3 separate regions of the Sus scrofa genome follow, and regions 1 and 2 are each linked to region 3. The links are chromatin contacts, called in public Hi-C and HiChIP or PLAC-seq maps. All regions are on one chromosome and are shown on one strand. Each heading gives the region's core, a stretch centred on a gene start, on an enhancer-like site or on the middle of the called end of the contact. The rest is flanking DNA. Distances are from core to core; before and after follow the strand shown.

The links. A called contact is a pair of places that touch in the nucleus more often than the background predicts. HiChIP or PLAC-seq counts read pairs in DNA pulled down with a chosen protein or histone mark.
Region 1: a Hi-C map of skeletal muscle shows a contact between it and region 3, with 1.9 times the contacts expected there. The contact joins the enhancer-like site here to the promoter of UGCG in region 3. A contact is called at or near these places in 2 of 5 promoter capture datasets (fetal liver and liver), 7 of 47 Hi-C or Micro-C datasets (embryonic fibroblasts, fetal heart ventricle, fetal liver and 3 more) and 2 of 2 datasets of contacts at active chromatin or transcription factors (alveolar macrophages and skeletal muscle).
Region 2: an H3K27ac HiChIP or PLAC-seq map of alveolar macrophages shows a contact between it and region 3. The contact joins the enhancer-like site here to the promoter of UGCG in region 3. A contact is called at or near these places in 1 of 5 promoter capture datasets (liver), 4 of 47 Hi-C or Micro-C datasets (embryonic fibroblasts, heart right ventricle and skeletal muscle) and 2 of 2 datasets of contacts at active chromatin or transcription factors (alveolar macrophages and skeletal muscle).

Annotation. Positions count from the first base shown.
Region 1 is chr1:252,739,664-252,742,363 of Sscrofa11.1, reverse strand. No RefSeq gene overlaps it. Among named protein-coding and RNA genes, the nearest start is that of UGCG, 89 kb to the right of the region's middle. Within about 2 kb of position 1,288, at least 15 of the 83 cell types and tissues checked have an H3K27ac peak or open chromatin away from gene starts, as enhancers often do. A contact at or near this core is called in alveolar macrophages and skeletal muscle, where this site is marked.
Region 2 is chr1:252,539,386-252,542,085 of Sscrofa11.1, reverse strand. All of the region lies in intron 3 of C1H9orf84, which reads left to right. Among named protein-coding and RNA genes, the nearest start is that of C1H9orf84, 14 kb to the left of the region's middle. Within about 2 kb of position 1,310, at least 4 of the 83 cell types and tissues checked have an H3K27ac peak or open chromatin away from gene starts, as enhancers often do. A contact at or near this core is called in alveolar macrophages, where this site is marked.
Region 3 is chr1:252,650,416-252,653,115 of Sscrofa11.1, reverse strand. It overlaps UGCG (ceramide glucosyltransferase), which reads right to left and starts at 1,266. Exons shown (of 8, transcript XM_021067532.1): 1 at 719-1,266. The coding sequence starts at 816.

The DNA.
Region 1 (2,700 bases), core at 39-2,538, 89 kb before region 3:
GTTCTTGCCTATCCCTTTGCCTCTCGCTGAATTCCTTCTGTGCTGAGACACAAAGAACCTGAGCCTCAGGAACTCCAGACCCCAAGAGGGTGATTCTAATTTAAAACTCATGGGTTCCAAGTTCTCATTATGGTTCAGTGGGTAACGAACCCAACTAGCAGCCATGAGGACACGGGTTCGATCCCTGGTCTTGCTCAGTGGGTTCAGTGTCCGGCGTTGCCGGGAGCTGTGGTGTAGGTCAAAGATGTGGCTAAGGTACTGCTTTGCTGTGGCTCTGGCGCAGGCCAGCAGCTATGGCTCCAGTTGGACCCCTAGCCTGGGAACCTCCATATGCTGCAAGTGTGGCCCTCAAAAGGCAAAAGACCAAAAAAAAAAAAAAAAACCCAAACCAGCAACCCGTGAGTTCAAATCCCAATCTGAGTTTAGGCTGGTTTTGAGTCAGAGATGTTTCAGTTTCAGAAGGACACAGATTCAAGTGTCTCAGGGGCCAGGCAGGTAATGCAAATGAGTTTGTGTGAAGAAAAACTGACCCTGGTCATCAGAGAAAGAGAGATCTGGGGATGTTTTCCTTCAAAGCATGAAACCCAGTGGCCAGATCTCCTGCGTTTTTTCTGTTGTTGTTGTTGTTTTTCTTTTGTTTTTGTTTTTTTCCCAACAGAAGATAGAAATCCAGATTTTAATAGGAAATCCCTATGGGTTTTTTTTGTTTGTTTTTAAAAAAAAATGTTTTTATTAATGATTTGGTTTTAATTGTGGAGGGGAAATCTCTACATTTTTAAGTGTTGACAAGGAATACAAAAATTAAAACAGACAAGCAGGACCTCTCTGGGACTTGTACTCTACAAAGCAAACAAAACACATCTGAGAACGGCTTATCTGCCAGATCCAAACTGAATTCAGAGTCCTTGGAACACCTTCTCCAAAAGGCTAAATCCTTCCACAGAGATAGCAGTACATTTAGGTGTTGAGTGAGCACCACTGCTGCTGACACTCTAAAGCAGCCTCACTGTTCCATCATCTGCTGACTCAGAGAGAGTGGGGGGGGGGAAAAAGGGGGGGGAGAAAACGCAAGGAGAAGGGAGAAGATGAAATAATTAAGGGGGGGAAGGGTGTTACCATGCTGGGGCCTCCTATGCCACGCAAATCTTAGCACATTGCCTCCTTTCGGCTCCTGGGTAAGTGCTTTTCCTCCATTCCAGAAAAGAAAGCTTTTTGAAGGTCACTCCGGGCCAGTGCCTGTTGGAAGGAGTCCTTGCTCTTTCCAGAATATTCTAGGAACTGACTGCTGGGACATCTGGGCCCGTGGCCTCAGGGGAGCTGACACAGCCCAGCTCTTGCTCTGAGCCCCGCTGGCCCCACTCGATGCTGTGGCACGAACACACACACGGAGGGCCAGGCAGCTGGGGGTGAAGGGATGGCAAGAGCAGAGGGATTATTATCCACGGTCTCTGCTGCATCTTTCCTTCACCCACGAGCATCCCTCACAGGCGCCTCTCAGACACTTGCTTTCTGCTCATCACCACGGTCGGGAGATGGAGACAAATCAGAAGCAACTGAAGATCCAGTTTCTCCCTGCAGGGAGTGTTCAGTGTGATCAGGCAGACTCGGGGCCTCCAGAAAACACTGGTTTGAGGACACAGCTAAAGCAGCTTGGTTCCAAGGGCGTGGTGAGGTGGCTCAGTTTTGCCCTTCCCATGAAGACAGAATTGGAGGGGGGTTGCTCAGAGCTGGGCGAGGCCCTGGCCGTGGGGATGTTGGACCTTCGCTCTAGGAAAGGGAGCTAGAGGAGGGAGCCATGGGCCAGAACTGCTCCTTTAGTCCATTCGGATCCACATTTTTGTCTTTTTTTTTTTTTTTTTTTTTTTTAAGGGCTGCACCCATGGCATATGGAGGTTCCCAGGGTAAGGGTCAAATCAGAGCTGTAGCCGCCGGTCTACACCACCCGGTTAGAGTTAGGGTTAGGGTTCGGCTTAGGGTTAGGGTTAGGGTGGGATCCGAGCTGCGTCTGCGACCTACACCACGGCTCATGACCATGCTATATCTTTGACCCACTGAGTGAGGCCAGGATACTTGAACCCGAGTCCTCATGGATACTAGTTGGGTTCATTAACCATTAAGCCACCACAGGAACTCCCAAATCCACACATTTGAAATGATATTTAGTAATAAAAAGGAACAAGATATATATACATGAAACAACATGCATGAACTTCAAAGACGTTATGTTAAGTGAAAGAAGCCAGACACAGAGGGTCACTTACTGATCCTTCTGTGGAGATAAAATGTCCAGAAAAGGCCAATTCATAGAGACAGAAAGTAGATGACTGGTTGCCTGGCGTTAGGACCTAGGAATGGAGGATTAACCATAAATGGGTGTGTGAGATCTTACTGGGGTAATGGGAACGTTTAAAAATGAATTGTGCTGGGAATTCCCGCTGCAGGGCCACGTAATTGGTGGCGTCTCTGCAGTAGCAGGACACAGGTTCGATCCCCAGCATGGTGGGTTAAAGAATGCAGTATAGCTGCAGCTGCAGTGTAGGTTGCAACTGTGGCTCAGATTGGATCCCTGGCCTGGGAACTTCATTTGCCATGGGGCAGCCAAAAAGAAAAAAGAAAATGAAAAAAAAAAAGAAAAACAACTAAATTATGCTGTTGGTTACACAACTCGGTAAAATTACTGGTGAATTTTACAGTATCTAA
Region 2 (2,700 bases), core at 61-2,560, 110 kb after region 3:
GGTAACATTTCACCATATCCTTATTTTCTTCCAATGCATGGCGCAGCTTTTAATCTTATTTATGTATCATAAATTTCCCAGTTAATACTGTTTTTTATTTAAAGCACACTCATAAATGTGTTGTTGATCTGAAATACACTGCTAGGTATTTCTCCAGCAAAGATGAGTTTATTTGGGATCAACAGAGAATTGCAGTTCTGGGTTAGCAGCCATGGTGAGTCGTGTGCAAGTCCTCCCCTGGCAAGGGAAGGATAACTCTTTTATAGAGGGGGAAGGAAACTAGGAAGGTAAAGTACACAGAGGCCCTGGCTTTTTATTGGTTGAGTTCTTACCTAGAAAGAAGAGGTGTCTTTCTTCTTCTGATGGGCTCTGCTGTCATAGCAGAGCATGAGAGCTTCTCCTGCTGGTCTCCCAACCCTTATGATAAGGTTTTTATATATATTTCAAAACTATTGATTTTCCAATTTTTACCAGACACCTTAGTGAACTCCTTAATTGTTTTCATTTATTTATGTTGGGTTTTCTAAGACAAAAGTATCTTGTGCAAAGAACACATCTATCTACTTTCTTGTCAGTAGACCTTTTTTCTTCTTCTTTTCATAGTTAACTAGCCAGAATTTTGTTTCTTCATGACAATTTAACACTCCTTTACAATAGAGGAAAACAGTCTCCTTATATCTGTGTTGGCACATACACTAGTGGTAAGAGTGTAAAAATCCAGGACAAGTTGTATAGCTATAAGAAGGTAAGTAGGTAGCATCCTTGGTAAAACAACCTTTGTGTAGTTATAAAGAACATTGGTTATGGTGTGATGCTGCCCTCAAGTGGCTCCATCAAAAAAGGGTAGTTGGAAAACAAGACCTCATAAGTGATAAATGCCCTCCTGGATTCCCAGAAGTACTAGGATGAGCCTGTAGAAAGGAAAGATGACTAGGTCTGTTTTGGAAGTGGGAGGTGAAGATGGAAATATAAATGAATGCCCTTTGGGTTTTTACTGTTAATATGACTTTATTAATACCTACAGATTGGATATATGAATGAACCATCTTTAAATTGTCTCAAGTAAACCCTGCTTAGTTATGGAACAGATTGGCTAGCTTTCTTTGGTGTATCATGGGAAGTTCTTGGCCCGTGATGGTTGGGAATTTAACAGATTCCCATAAATAGTCTCTCAGGAGGTTAGTTTTTATAACAAGTTCTTTTTTGGCATTTTAAGTTATCCCCAGGCAAAGGGATGGCCCTGCCTGCCTGCTCTACACCACAGATTTATTAAGCACACACATATACCAATGACGTATTTGGTCATTAGAGACATCACTTCATGTTATTCCTCCCTCATGGCATTCTAAAGTTGCTTAACTGAGAGGCCATTGCCCAGAACAAGAGACTATTACTTCCCCTTCAAGGTGACTTTTGCTTTGGGGAACTTGGCTTTCTGAGCAGTTTGTCATTTTCCTTTTTCTCTTTCCACTCAGAGACTATTGAGGAATGGAGGTAGGTTTTACCTTCCCTCCCTGAGCCCAGAAACTGTTAAAGCACTGACACTATTAGCTGAGCTTCTAAAGTAACTCAAACATGGTAGGGTGGGGGTAGAGAGGAAAAACCTTTTCCAGCAACTTACTGTTAGGAGTATGTTTCCTAATAGGTCCGATATATCACATTTCTGTGGTAGCTATTTTGCTATATTAGTTGTCATTGTAATTAGTTTTTTGGTTTTGGTTTGTTTTGTTTGTTTGTTTGTTTGTTTTTTGCTTTTTAGGGCCATGCTTGCAGCATATGGAAGCTCCCAGGCTACAGGTTGAATCAGAGCTACAACTGCCAGCTTACACTACAGCCACAGCAACCTAGGATCCAGGCCACCTCTGTGACCTATACCACAACTCATGGCAATGCTGGATCCCCACTGGCCTACAGAGCAAGGCCAGGGATTGAACCCTCATCCTCATGGATACTAGTTGGATTCATTTCCTCTGCCTCACAAAGGGAACTCCCTGTAATTAGTTTTAAATCAAACATGTTTGAACAAACTTTAGAGTGCTAGAATCAGAATTGGTCTCACTTGTAAGCTTTGTAGACCACCTCCATTCCCTACATGTCTGTCTCAGGATGAACTGGAGAATTTAAAAGGTAAAATCGGAGTTCCTGTGGTGGTGCAGTGGTTAACGAATCCGACTAGGAACCATGAGGTTGCGGGTTCAATCCCTGCCCTTGCTCAGTGGGTTAACAACCCGGCGTTGCCGTGAGCTGTGGTGTAGGTTGCAGACGCGGCTCGGATCCCGTGTTGTTGTGGCTCTGGCGTAGGCTGGTGGCTACGGCTCCGATTAGACCCCTAGCCTGGGAACCTCCATATGCCGCGAGAGAAGCCCAAGAAATGGCAAAAAGACAAAAAACAACAACAACAACAACAACAAAAGGTAAAATCATGCAGAGGAGAAAGGACTAGGTGGGCAAAAGTCGAATGCTTTTTTTTTCTTTACAATTTTGCTGAGGCTCTCCAGCTATTTGAGGCATGAGGCCATAAGAGATTTTTCCTCCATTGATTACATTAATTTTGTTGGAAAAAAATACGAGCCATTACAACTATTTCAGGATATTTGGTTACTACTCAGTATACTAAATAATACTAAGTTTTATTGAGCTTCTTTCCACCTATGTACCCAAGTACTATGCTACATACTTTATTTGCACAATAAAATGACG
Region 3 (2,700 bases), core at 17-2,516:
GGACAGGAATTCTGTCGTGCTTGCCACTGTGTCCCCAGTGAATGGCATCTAATGAAAAGGTGTTGGGGGGGGGGAGACACACAAATCTAACCAAGACAATAAATAAAGACTTGGGGGGGGGGAGAGAAAACCACACTGAAATGTACAAGCTGACAAGACTCCAGGCTATAACGCCAGCTCAGAGGCTTGGTGACATTTTCCAAGGTGGACAGGTGCTTCACACCTATCTAAAGGCATAGAGCTCTTCCAGGAAGAAGAAAATCCACAGGGAGGTTTCCAGGTGGCTGAATGCCGCTCCCAGAAGAGTGGAAACGATTATTACCATAATAGAAATATGGCCCAGGTCGAGAGAAAAAAACCAACCAAACAATACACCATACATTTGGCCCAGATGAAAAATCACACGAACCCCCAACACAGTCAAGCAGCCTTCCGCTCGACTCGTAAAAAGAGCACAGCCTCCTTTCCCCTGGCTGTGCAGTCGTCGGCAGCCCAACCACCCCCTCACTTGCCACTTTTCTCTCCCAAGGAACCCCCCCTCCCGCCCCCGCCGCCCCAGCTGGTCCAAGGGGAGAGGGAATGGAAGGAAGAGTCTGAGAATTAGCTTCCTCCACCCTTATCCGAGCCCAATTCCTTCCAAAGCGAAATCCTGTCTACTCTCGCCGGTCGCCGAGGCCTCGACCCCCGCTACGGGCTCCTCCGGTTGCCCCTCACTCACGTGTAGATGATGGCCATGAAATGCATCAGCCACAGCACCAAGAAGAGGACGAACCCGAAGACGGCCATTCCCTCCAGGGCCAGGTCCAGCAGCGCCATCCCCCGGCCCGGCCCGGCCCGCTCCGGCCGCCGCCGCGGACAGCGCTCCCGTAGGAGGACGACAGGGTGGGCGCCCGGCGCGGGGGCGCAGAAGGGGAGAGGAAGGTGGGGAGAGGAAGGGGAGGAGGGGGTGGGGACGGAAGGGGCGGGCAGGGCCTGCGCGCCCCCGCCCGCGCGCACTCGCCCGCGCGCTGGCCTGGGCGCGCTCGCGGCTACAGGCGCTGCGGTGGCCGGGCTCAGTGATCAGGGAGGCCGTGGCCCCACGCTCCGGCTCGCCTCTCCCCCGCCTCGGCGCCGCGGGCCGGACCCTGCGCGCCTACGCCCCCTCCGCCGCTGCCCCTTCCGCCTTCCCGCAGCCTAGTGGCTGGGCTCCTGGCAGCACAGATCCGAGCCCTGCTCAGCCGCCGCAGCTCCGAGCACTAATCGAAACCCGCGGTGGCGCCCCGACTCCCTGGTGCACCCCGCCCCGCCCCGGCCCTCCGAGGGGCGGTGCATGCGGCTCCTCTCCGCCCACCCCACCGCCCTCGCGCCCGTAGCGTCACGGTCGTGAGCGCGCCCCTGGGTGGCTTCTGCCGCCAGAGGCGGGCGGGGCTTTACCCCAGCTCCGGGTTCCGGCCGCCGCCCACCTCTCTGCGTCCGGCGGAGGCGCGCGGGAAGGCCAGCCCTGCAGTCCTGGGCTGTCCTCTGTCGGTGAAGCGGAGCCCTGTGTCCAGCTCAGAGACTGCTTTCCCTTTGTCCGACTCTGGTGTTCCAGGGCGCCCAGGAAAAGACCTGGGGTTCCAGGGGGGCCCCCGAGCCGTCTCGCAGACCAACTCCCCAATGCTGTGTCCACAGCCTCTGCGCCGGTCCTTGCTCAGAGCCGCTTAGGCCCTCCTCCAAGCCACGTTCCTGGGCGCTGGGGTGTCCCATTGCATTCCTCCCTCGCTGCTTTTAATGCTTGTGGCGTCTTGGACCACAAGGGATCGTGAAAATAATCTCCTACTTCACAGATCTCTAAGTACCTTAGAGACAGCGTGTAACATACAAGAAATTGTCAAACTCAGAATGTAAAGAATCAGCTAATATTGAAGTTCCTTAAGGTTCCTGCCCAATATGATAGCCATAGGTGGCTACTGAGCCTTAACATGAGGTTAGTAGGAATTGAAATGTATTTTGAGTGTAAATCATATGCCGGTATCAAAGACATCTCCTTAATTTTATGTTGATTACATGTTGAAACGATAGTTTTGATATATTGAGTTAAAGTATTCAAATTATTTCAGTGTTTTACTTTTTAAATTTAGCTAGCTACTGGAAAAATTTTAATTACACAGATAAAAAGAAAGTGAAGGTAAAAAATTAATAAATTACACAGTTGGAGAGCACTGCACTAAAATGGAAAGATGTAGCATTTTGGATAGTAAGGTGACTTAGTGTTTATCTTAATTTTAAATCAGTTCAGGGAGATGTTTTTATCTACCACTAAATGTTTCTGTTTGTTTCTTTAGCCTAGATGAGTTTATATAGTTTCACCATTGTTTTTATGTTTAGACAATGTTTATTATGTCAAGTGATTTCCTTTTAAATAATCCATGGCTTCCCTTGAGAGATTTCAGAATTGAATTCAGTTTTGAAAAGAGGCTGTTTATTTTTATTACTGCTATTTATTAGAATTAATGTTGATCAAATGAGCTACCTCAATCTACAATTAGATGATAAACTACAAGCAGAAAGGAGTTTAAATGAATGCCTGCCTTGAGAACCAATCCGGGATTTGCTGTACTCATTGTTTTACCTGGATAAAGTCAATAGGAAAGAAGAACGTTTAGAAACCAAATTTCCATTGTTGAGAGTTAACCGGTTGATAAAGTTATAGCAGGATAGTACACCAGCATGGAAATAACA